2 separate regions of the Mus musculus genome follow, and region 1 is linked to region 2. Evidence: chromatin contacts called from public HiChIP or PLAC-seq data. All regions are on one chromosome and are shown on one strand. Each heading gives the region's core, a stretch centred on a gene start, on an enhancer-like site or on the middle of the called end of the contact. The rest is flanking DNA. Distances are from core to core; before and after follow the strand shown. Region 1 overlaps Rp1 (retinitis pigmentosa 1 (human)). Region 2 holds the start of Xkr4 (X-linked Kx blood group related 4).

Region 1 (5,297 bases), core at 2,515-5,014, 480 kb before region 2:
AGGCTGCAGTTTCTGTTGAGGTAGTAGTAGTTCCTAGACCTTTCATTTAGGAAACTAGAGTGAGTGCTGAATATTTTATTGTAATGACAATGCTCATTTTCTGCATTGTTGTTTAAAAACGAAAATGAATAGTTCATACTACAATCAAAAACTACTTCTAGAAATTCACCACTTTTCTTTCCCTCATTTGACACTGCAGCTTAATATCAGGATACATTTCCTCATCACTGTTGACAGCAGTGTAGTGTTCACACTCAGTGGCTCTACATTAGAGCTAGATTAAAAGTCAAATCCTTAGATCTTTTGATATACATAGATTAATATGAGGTCATGCTTCAGTATGAAAACCAAGAGAAATTTATGAATTAACTTTATGAGTTAATTTATAAATTAAAAGAGAATTTTTGTTTCTGGAATGGTGTATTCCAGTCTTTAACAGACTGAGGAAATCTGAACATCTGCCATCATTAGACCATGTCCCCTGAGGTTCCTTCCCCAGCTGGTAGCCATGCACTGCTTACAGTTAATAACATCTTGTGATTACCAATGGATTCACTTAGAACTTGTTATCATATGGGGCAAACCAGTGAGTCTTGCAAGTGTTTGCTGAACTTCTTTAGGTTTCAAGTTAAAGAGAGGTAAAACATCAAACTTAAATTCTAAGGACCAGCTACCTATTTCCTGTCATCTGACAGTTGAAAGCTATCTGTGTACTGGGAGCTCTGTGACATACCCTATCACTCTTTTCTTTCTCTTTGACAACAAATAATGGGGCATTTTAGAGCTCTAAGTTTCTTTGTTAGCCATATTAATACATATTGACCAACTGTCCCAGTCAGTACCCATGCTATTATAATAAAATATTAAGCTAAATGATTGAATTGATTCTAGTTTAGCTTTTGAGTAACTACAAGAAGACAAGAACTGAGCATAGTCAAACAAAAATTAACACTGACTATTGAGATTAGTATGTGCTTTAGCAAGTTTTGCCAAATATAATTTATGATTGCTTTTCATCTTTGCACTTTTATATTTCTTTCACTGGAACTTACTTTGTTTCAGATCAGGTCATAAACTTTGAAATTAAAGCTATAGGCATAAAATATGTTTAATTTCTCATAAGTTGTCACTTATCTAATTTTAAGTAGAGCACAATTATTCTTATGCCCTATCCCTCACATTCTACATACCAAGTGAAAAATGAAATGAAATTCTATCAAAAGTCTTTGTTACTAACCTATAGCCTACTTCTCAGGCTCATTTGTATGAGTAGACGGTATCACCATCCACCTAGCAGTCCAAGTCAGGACCCTATACATTCTTCTGAATTTGTACTTCTACACTTGCCAGACCCTGGTAATTCCAGTGATCTCACTGCCAAAACTTATTTCTAGTTTATCTGTTTTTTGATCATATTATCGTCATTTTAGCCTAAGTTTCACTTGTTTTTGTTTGATTGTTTTCTTTCTGCTGAAAGTCTCCTATAATATCTCTTCTCTTCAGCTTCTGTCCTTGAGCTTCAGAGAGCAGGAATGATCTAAAAAAACAAACACACAAACAAAAACGACAACAGCAACAAAAACAAACAAACAAACAAACAAAACCCCACATGATATCCATCCCCAGCTGATCCCATTCACTCCTGTGACCTCTTAAGCCTCACTGGTCTCATAGTGTAGACGGCCCTTTGACTCAAAACTGAAAGTGAGCACCCAGGGGCTTTCAATGACCCTTTCCATTTTCTATGTAACTCTGTTCTTATCTGGTATATTTGTATATTGTTGAAACTCATTGGAATGTGCGTAAAAACATAGGAAATATACCATAGATTCCAAATCTAGAAAAGTGCTCATCAGATGTTGGGCAAATATTTTTGGAATTAATTAGTTGACAAAACATATGTTGTTCACTTAAATATTTATAAAATATGTGAAATAATTTGTAAGTTCATGTTAATTAAAGGGAAGTCATTGCTTGGAAATTTATGGCTGAGCTATGGCTGTGTATGAGGCCATAGTGGCCTAGGACCCTTTTCCCCACCTGCTGATTGCCTCTGTTACATGGTACTTGCATAGAGCAACTCAAATAGAATAAAACTCTCTGGAAATGTCTCAATTCTTTTGAACTTTTGAAATGTGTTGTAGGTTTGGTGAATGTGTTAGCACTTTCACTACATGAAATAATGGCATAATTGGTATGAAACCCAGGAAATCTTTAGACTTAACTGAATTGTCGAATAAATATTTTCACTTCTTTTCATTTTTGGTTATTTCTCCACTTCATCGTTCTTGAAAGGACTACTGAAAGAAAAGATCAAGGGATGAACTACAGTGAGAAAATAGTTCTGGGTTCGGTGATCAGCAGGAAGACCAGCTTCTTTTCAGAAACTCTGTAGTCAAATGTTTAATCTCAGAGGACTCCAGCAATTTATAGATACACTCTCAAAGTTGTGCTAACTTACTTGAAGCAATAATAAATTGGTGCATGTGACAGAGTCACCATCCATCCCCAATTCCCTGTCCAGTGTGTGTAACTATTGGGAGTAGCAGAGATGCAGAGATGTAAGTCTTCAGAATTCAGGGCTGACACTGCCTCTGATTTTTCAAGGACACTTAAAATGACCTCAAGAACAGTTAATGTCTTAAAAAGTTTTCACATCTGATACCAGAAAGAAAATGTTAATTGCTGACCTTAGCACTGGCTCTCCTCATCCAGAATCAGATCTTGTTGCATATTTTCCCACACTTCAAATGTTCATTAAATTTGTTTGTGTGGTTTTATATTAAAGTTTCCTATGCACAGTACCAGAAAGATAGTAAAAAGGAGCCCCAAACATTCCAAAACATAGTTAAAAATTTCAATCTCATTTTGAAATTTCCAATAGACTTTGGATTTTTTTCAATGAAACACTATTTTGTTTGATTTATTTTTTATTTTATTTTTGTTTATTGAAAATAGATTCTTTCTCTTACACTATATCTTGATCATAGTTTCCCCTCTCTTTATTTCTCACAGTCCTTCCCCACCCTCCCCTCCCATTCAGATCCACTCCCTTTCTATTAATCATTAGGAAAAAACAGGTTTTTAGGAGATAACAACCAAACAACAAAATAAGATACAATAAATAAAACTAAAACCATAATATCAAGACTGGACAAGGCAACCCAAAAGAAAAAAAATAAGCCACAAGTGTAGGCACAAGAATGAGAGACTCACTGGCTCATGCACTCAGGAATTTCATAAGAATACTGAGCTAAAAGCTATAACATATAAAGAGGAATTAATGCAGCCCCATGATTGCTCGTTCTTGCTACTTCAATCTTTGTGAGTTCATATCAACGTTGCTCAGTTGATTCAAAGGGCCTTGTTCTCTTGGTGTCCTCCATTCCTTCGGGCTCTTACATTCTTTCTGCCTCCTCTTCATTGGGGTTCCCTGATTTCTGAGTGGAAGAATTTTATATTTGCATTCCACTTAAACCTGCCTCTCTCTCTCTCTCTCTCTCTCTCTCTCTCTCTCTCTCTCTCTCTCTCTCTCTCCCTCTCTCTCTCCTCTCTCTCTCTTAACTCTGGCTGTATGTTTCTGTATTTGTTTCCATCCACTGCTCCTCTCTGATAATGGCTGAATAAGACACCAGTCATTGATATGAGGCATCATATCATTGGGAGTCAATTTACTGTTACTTTTTTTGTTTTGCATTTAGGCCAGTAGTTCTTGGCTTTTCCTTAGGTGTCTGAGCTATCTAGGTTCTTTACCACCCCAGTGGTGTGGAGTATAGGTTCCTGTAGCCTCCCCCAGCCTTGAAGCAGGCTGATTCAGACCTTGCTTCCACTGAGAATGAGACCACCTGGGGTGGACCCTTCAGATTTAGATGGCTCTATTGTTCTGTCACCTGCTGCTGCTCTTCTCCAAGACACTGCTACCTGCTGAGAGGCCCTGGAGATATTCCAGAGACAGAATCCAGCAGATCCACCTACAGGCTGGCAACAGGCATCAATAATGGATTGGTGGGGGATGGGCCTCATCCCTTTATAAGCACAGACTTAGTAAACTTTGGGGGCCTTAAACAGAAACATGTCTTGGCCTCCATTATTTCTCTCGCCGTTTCCTTCCATGCAGCTCCTGCCTCCCACTCAGGAACCTAGTTAGTGTGGCTGCAGGCAGCTACAGGTTCCATCTTGTGGAGTGGGCATGAAACCAAATCAGATATTGATTGCTTATTCCCACAACTTGTTTGCCATGATTGCCCTAGCTTATCTTATAGGAAGGACATGTTGCAAGTCATAGACTTTGTGGTTGGACTGATGTTTACGTTTCTAGTCTGCAGGATCTAGAAAAAAATCATCCTGAGTGAGATAACCTAGATCCGGAAAAAAAAAATGGTATATGTTTACTTGTATGTAGATTTCAGCCATTAAATAAATGATAACTAACCAGCAATCCATAGACCCAGAGTGCTTAGGTATAGAGGAAGGGATTATGAGGACATACAGATCTTCGTTTGGAGAGGTAAATAGAATAGATTTTATGGGTAGACTGGGGGACAGAGTATGATGTGAATTGTAGTATCTGGTGGGGAGGGAAGGGGATAGAGGGTTGAGAAAGGGAATGTGATGAGAGACAGCTAGAATTAAAAGGCATTTGAGGGACAATATGGAAACCTATTGCTGTGGGAACTCTTCAAATATATGAAGGTGACCCTAATAAGGTCTCCTAAATATGGGGGTGAGAGAATCCCAAGTGGCCCTCGCTTGTCACTAAATGAATTTTCCAGTATCAGGACTGGGATGCATTCAGTTGTGTGAAGGGGATCCCTGGAAATCTTCAAATAACCCAGGCTGTTTCTAAGACAATGGGTTGTTCTCTGAAAAATGACTGCAGGGGTAGGGGCATTGCTGCAGACACACCCAAACAACTCATTCGAACATGGAGAAGTAAGCTAGAGCCTATCTCAACCTTTTACCCATATGGTCCTAGTGTCTTGGGTGAGGGAAACTTTGGATTTTAAAAGAGACTGAACCGTATTTTAAATAGATGGGAAATGCAATCAGTCTAGGTGTCATTAACTGATTACTGAATAATGACAATGTGGTGCATCCCTACAATGAAAGTTGTTCAGCACTTGTTCAGTTTGCAAGTAAATAGAAGGGAAAACAAGGGTATTAAATCAAAGAAGAGGATAGCATGCCACATGTTCTCACTGATGTGTCAGTCTTCGATTCCTATCTCCAATTTTATGTGTTCAACTTGAAATACCTGCAGAAGGCAGGAATTTAGAAAGTGGTCACTGGGAGGGGCA
Region 2 (4,898 bases), core at 2,211-4,710:
TTGGGTTATATCAATATGAATTAATCTCTAGGATAAGGTCACTTATGATGAGATTACATTTCTGATAGACCAGGAATCTGTTTTGAACAGTTGATTCTGAGGTAAGGGGTGTGGTCACTGTGTTTGAAAGTCTACACAAAAGGGTTAATTAGGCCTAAAGTAATGAAGGGTAGAAGAAATGGGGGAGGGGAGGTAGCAAAAATAATATGATTAGTGTGCTGGGTATGACATGGGACTGTTTCCTTGTATTTTGGAAAACGTGGTTCTGACATTACTGAATTCCAGAGACTAGAATCTCTAATTTAGACAGAATGAGCATTAAAGGCAGGGAGGTTAAGTATAGTGACCAAAAAAAAAAAAAAAAACCCCTCTGAGTTTAAACTTTGATCTCTTATCCATTATGTCTGTCTTTTTTGACAGGTGTGGTGATTATGGTGAAGTAAGTGGAATTAATAACTAATTCTGAGATGTGGTTACTAGATCAATGGGATTAGAGACTATTGAGAGCAGTATTGCACACAAAGCCTGGCTATATATATGATCTTACCTAATCCTCATATTAATCTTGTTTATTAAATAATTTGGCAGGATCATGAGGCCAGTAATTAGCAGAGCCTGCATATGAATATATTTTGCTATGGTCTCTCTATACTACTTCTTCTAGGTATGTGTAGTCGGTTCTTTTCAGAGATGTACCAGTATAACTTGAAAGAGACTCTAAGTAGTTTTTGAATAAATATACTAGTAAGCAAACCATTACTGGTTATCTTTTTTTAGAATCTACCAGAAATTTCTCATAATTCCTATGTTTCCATGGGAACATTTGTCAGCATAGAATGTAGCATTCTTCATGTCATGGAATGTTCTCTTTAGAAATTCATGCATTCATTTCACTAATACTTATTGAGCAAATAGTCTTTGCAAGTGCTGTGTTGGGGGCAGAGGATCAACCCTCTCAGTTTTACAGAAAGTGTCAGTCTGCTGATACCAAACTTCTCAACTACTCTACAGGGCTTTCTGAGTCTGGTACAATTTAAGACATTGCACTTGACCTAGAATACACTCAATCTCTGAGGACCTAGTTACCTAAGAAATCTCCCTAGTGGATTTGGCACAAAGCACCATCAGACACAGTACACTAGAGATGGATATGAATTCTGGAGAAAAAGAACCAGGGTATTTTCCAAAGGGAACTTCCTAGTCAAAATGGCCCAGTGTTGAAGATGAATTTTAAAATGCCTGAAGTTAAGTGGCTTGGGTTGCCTCTCATCCTTACTACCCATCTTTTACTATAAAAATTGGTTTAGCACATACATATAACCACTTATGGGCCCATGGCCACATACCAGGGTGTCAGGTAAAGACCAAGTAGCAGAACCCCTGGGCACTAGTCTTTGAGGACAATTGTTGGTGTATCCACTGGGTGAGACTAATCTCACCTTGGTCAGGTAGGTGCTAAAACAGTGGAGTGCTGTAGCATAAGGTGGTCTGTCAGTGAGGGTTTTGATATTCAGAGAATGTCACTATACAGGAATGAAAACTCACCCGGCACTACCCTCGGGAGAGGCCAGGAAACAGGGAATATTAACCTGTATCTACAGATCCCTTAAGAGGCTGACTGGCCGAGCAGTGGTGGCGCACGCCTTTGATCCCAGCACTTGGGAGGCACAGGCAGGCAGATTTCTGAGTTCGAGGCCAGCCTGGTCTACAGAGTGAGTTTCAGGACAGCCAGAACTACAAGAGAGAAACCCTGTCTCTAAAAACCAAAAATCAAAAGAAAGAAAGAGAGAGAGAGAGAGAGAGAGAGAGAGAGAGAGAGAGAGAGAGAGAGAGGAAGGAAGGAAGGAAGGAAGGAAGGAAGGAAGGAAGGAAGGAAGGAAGGAAGGAAGGAAGCTGGCTGGAACTGTTCCCTGCAGTATCACCAGCTTACTCTGAACTCAAAGTGTGTGAGTCACATTGCAGTTTAAGGATCACCCTCTTTGTCCCTTACATTTGAAAAGCTAACTAGGTAAGGCAAACTAAAGCACGGGTTTTCTTAACTTAAAAAGGAAAAAGATATCCCATATTTTGTTGGGATTTAAAGGGTTTTTTTTGGTGGTGGTGGTGTTTTTTTTTTTTTTTTTTTTTTTTTTGGTTGGTTGTTTTTGTTTGTTTGTTTGTTTTTTAAACTGCAACATATTTTATTACATTCTCTTCGAGAATAGATTAAATTCGAGTCATTTCTGAAGTTATGAGACCCTACAGTAAGTCTGTACGTTTATAGGTTTAAGGGAAGGTAATTGCAGTTTTGGAATAAGAGAAGTGGCATTAGCTTTGGGATCTGCCACTCCCTGCGCGGGGCCAAGGGCCGAGCTAGTTCTCTTTTCCCTGGTTACTAGCCATGTCCCTCCTCCCACCGCCGCGCTCTAGGTTGCCGCCGCCAGAGGTGCAGCGTTTCCCACCTGCGGTTAGGAGTAGCCCCACCATGGTGTCTGCCTAGTGCTGCTGCCTCAGGCTCGTTAAACTCGCAGGGGGACAGGGCTTCATGCACCCACCTCCTGAGATAGGGCCTTTGCATTTCTCTAGGCTGGGGTTTGGCAGGACAGCATCCCTGGGGCTGCTCTCGCCTTATCCCGAGGGCTCGCCCTCTGCTGCCAGCTTTGCTTTAGGTGTTCTAGCTCTGCAAGTACTGTGCCACCCAGGATCTCCAAAGCATGGCACGCCCACCACCGCCGCCAGTATAGGAGCCCTAGCTTCCTAGTTAAAGCGTGTTCACCCTCGCCAGCAACACACCTAGCACCATACCACACCCAGCCAGGTGCCGAGCGCGCCCGGTACAATACAAAGAGACCATTTCTTCCGCAGCCTTCGCTGCTGCCACGCCCGCTTGTGTCCGTGGCCCCCTACCCTCGGCAGTGACCCAACACCAAGGCTCTAACACGCGGCGCGCTCTGCCCATCCCATCCCCCCAGCTTCGAGGAAATCCACTCAACGCTCTTCGCTATCCCACGAGCCTGGACTGGGCCTCCGATTGCCGTGCTGTTGCCCTCCGCGTCCAGCACTGGCCAGCCAGGCACCCCCACCCGCCGCTCCCCTCAATCCCAGCCCCTCCTCCGGGCCCTCCTTCTCGCCCCTCCCCAGCCGGGGTGGGAGCGGCGGCAGCTGGAAGGGAAGGGATGAGGTCATCCTCTCCCTCGGAGTCAGCTGGTGGAGGAGAGGCTGCGGGAGGAGGGAGCGCGCGCGAGGGGAGGAGAGGAATGTGCAGGTCCGAGGAGCTCCGCGGCGGCCGCTGCTGCTCCTGCTGCTGGCGGCGGCGGCGGCTCGTGCTGCAGCCGCGGGGCCGGGCCGGCGCGGAGCGCGGGCGGCTGTCAGGGGCGCGCGCGGGCCGGCGCGAGCAGCTGGGCTCGGCGCAGGCAGCCAGGCGGCGCTCCTGCGGGTCCCGAGCGTGCGGCTAGCCGGGCCCAGCGCCCAGCCCCGCGGGCGGCGGCGGGCGAGCGGGCGCTGGAGTAGGAGCTGGGGAGCGGCGCGGCCGGGGAAGGAAGCCAGGGCGAGGCGAGGAGGTGGCGGGAGGAGGAGACAGCAGGGACAGGTGTCAGATAAAGGAGTGCTCTCCTCCGCTGCCGAGGCATCATGGCCGCTAAGTCAGACGGGAGGCTGAAGATGAAGAAGAGCAGCGACGTGGCGTTCACCCCGCTGCAGAACTCGGACAATTCGGGCTCTGTGCAAGGACTGGCTCCAGGCTTGCCGTCGGGGTCCGGAGCCGAGGACACGGAGGCGGCCGGAGGCGGCTGCTGCCCGGACGGCGGTGGCTGCTCGCGCTGCTGCTGCTGCTGCGCGGGGAGCGGCGGCTCGGCGGGCTCGGGCGGCTCGGGCGGCGGCGGCCGGGGCAGCGGGGCGGGCTCTGCGGCGCTGTGCCTGCGCCTGGGCAGGGAGCAGCGGCGTTACTCGCTGTGGGACTGCCTCTGGATCCTGGCCGCCGTGGCCGTGTACTTCGCGGATGTGGGAACGGACATCTGGCTCGCGGTGGACTACTACCTGCGTGGCCAGCGCTGGTGGTTTGGGCTCACCCTCTTCTTCGTGGTGCTGGGCTCCCTTTCTGTGCAAGTGTTCAGCTTCCGCTGGTTTGTGCATGATTTCAGCACCGAGGACAGCTCCACGACCACCACCTCCAGCTGCCAGCAGCCTGGAGCAGATTGCAAGACGGTGGTCAGCAGTGGGTCTGCAGCCGGGGAAGGCGAGGTTCGTCCTTCCACGCCGCAGAGGCAAGCATCCAACGCCAGCAAGAGCAACATCGCCGCCACCAACAGCGGCAGCAACAGCAACGGGGCCACCCGGACCAGCGGCAAACACAGGTCTGCGTCCTGCTCCTTTTGCATCTGGCTCCTGCAGTCACTCATCCACATCTTGCAGCTTGGGCAAATCTGGAGGTACTGTATCAGGGTGGGGGTTGAGAGAGACTACTACTGTTCCTACATGCCTGCCCACCATGTCCACTGTTCTACTTTTGCATGAAATCTTTCCTAATGACTAGTAAGCCAAGTCACTCTTGTGGTTTTCTTTTCTAAACTGCTCCTTACCTAACTCATGTTAGGTGAGGAAAAAGAAACCAAGGAAGGGCACGCAGGAACGTGTTTGTAGTCTGTCACGTTTCCCATCTTCTCATAGACTAGTTTTTCTATGTATGCTACAAGTTCTCCCCCGATTGTAGACTTAATATTTCACTAGCAGAGGATTCCTCTCACACTTACTAAAAAGTCATTTATATTATGTAGAATTCTTGGTGTGTTGTACTTTTGATGGTTTCCTTTGTGCTGGGTTTGGATAGGATTACAATTCTAGTTAAATAGGACTTGTTACTGCTCAAAGATGTCCATATTTGGATGATAACAGCTAAAGAAATACTGAGCTTAAAGTAGTGT

Evidence for each region. HiChIP or PLAC-seq counts read pairs in DNA pulled down with a chosen protein or histone mark.
Region 1: an H3K27ac HiChIP or PLAC-seq map of embryonic stem cells shows a contact between it and region 2, with 4 times the contacts expected there. The contact joins the enhancer-like site here to the promoter of Xkr4 in region 2. A contact is called at or near these places in 2 of 39 promoter capture datasets (embryonic stem cells and stem cell-derived epiblast-like cells), 1 of 15 datasets of contacts at CTCF or cohesin (stem cell-derived epiblast-like cells), 6 of 484 Hi-C or Micro-C datasets (cerebral cortex, cortical neurons, embryonic stem cells and 1 more), 3 of 115 datasets of contacts at active chromatin or transcription factors (embryonic stem cells, forebrain and neural progenitor cells) and 1 of 9 other capture datasets (embryonic stem cells).

What each region holds. Positions count from the first base shown.
Region 1 is chr1:4,149,593-4,154,889 of GRCm38.p6, reverse strand. The region is part of intron 19 of Rp1 (retinitis pigmentosa 1 (human)); the gene reads left to right. Among named protein-coding and RNA genes, the nearest start is that of Rp1, 210 kb to the left of the region's middle. Within about 2 kb of position 3,764, at least 7 of the 459 cell types and tissues checked have an H3K27ac peak or open chromatin away from gene starts, as enhancers often do. A contact at or near this core is called in embryonic stem cells and stem cell-derived epiblast-like cells, where this site is marked.
Region 2 is chr1:3,670,060-3,674,957 of GRCm38.p6, reverse strand. Xkr4 (X-linked Kx blood group related 4) reads left to right here and starts at 3,460. Exons shown (of 3, transcript NM_001011874.1): 1 at 3,460-4,406. The coding sequence starts at 3,610. It also overlaps the pseudogene LOC108167595.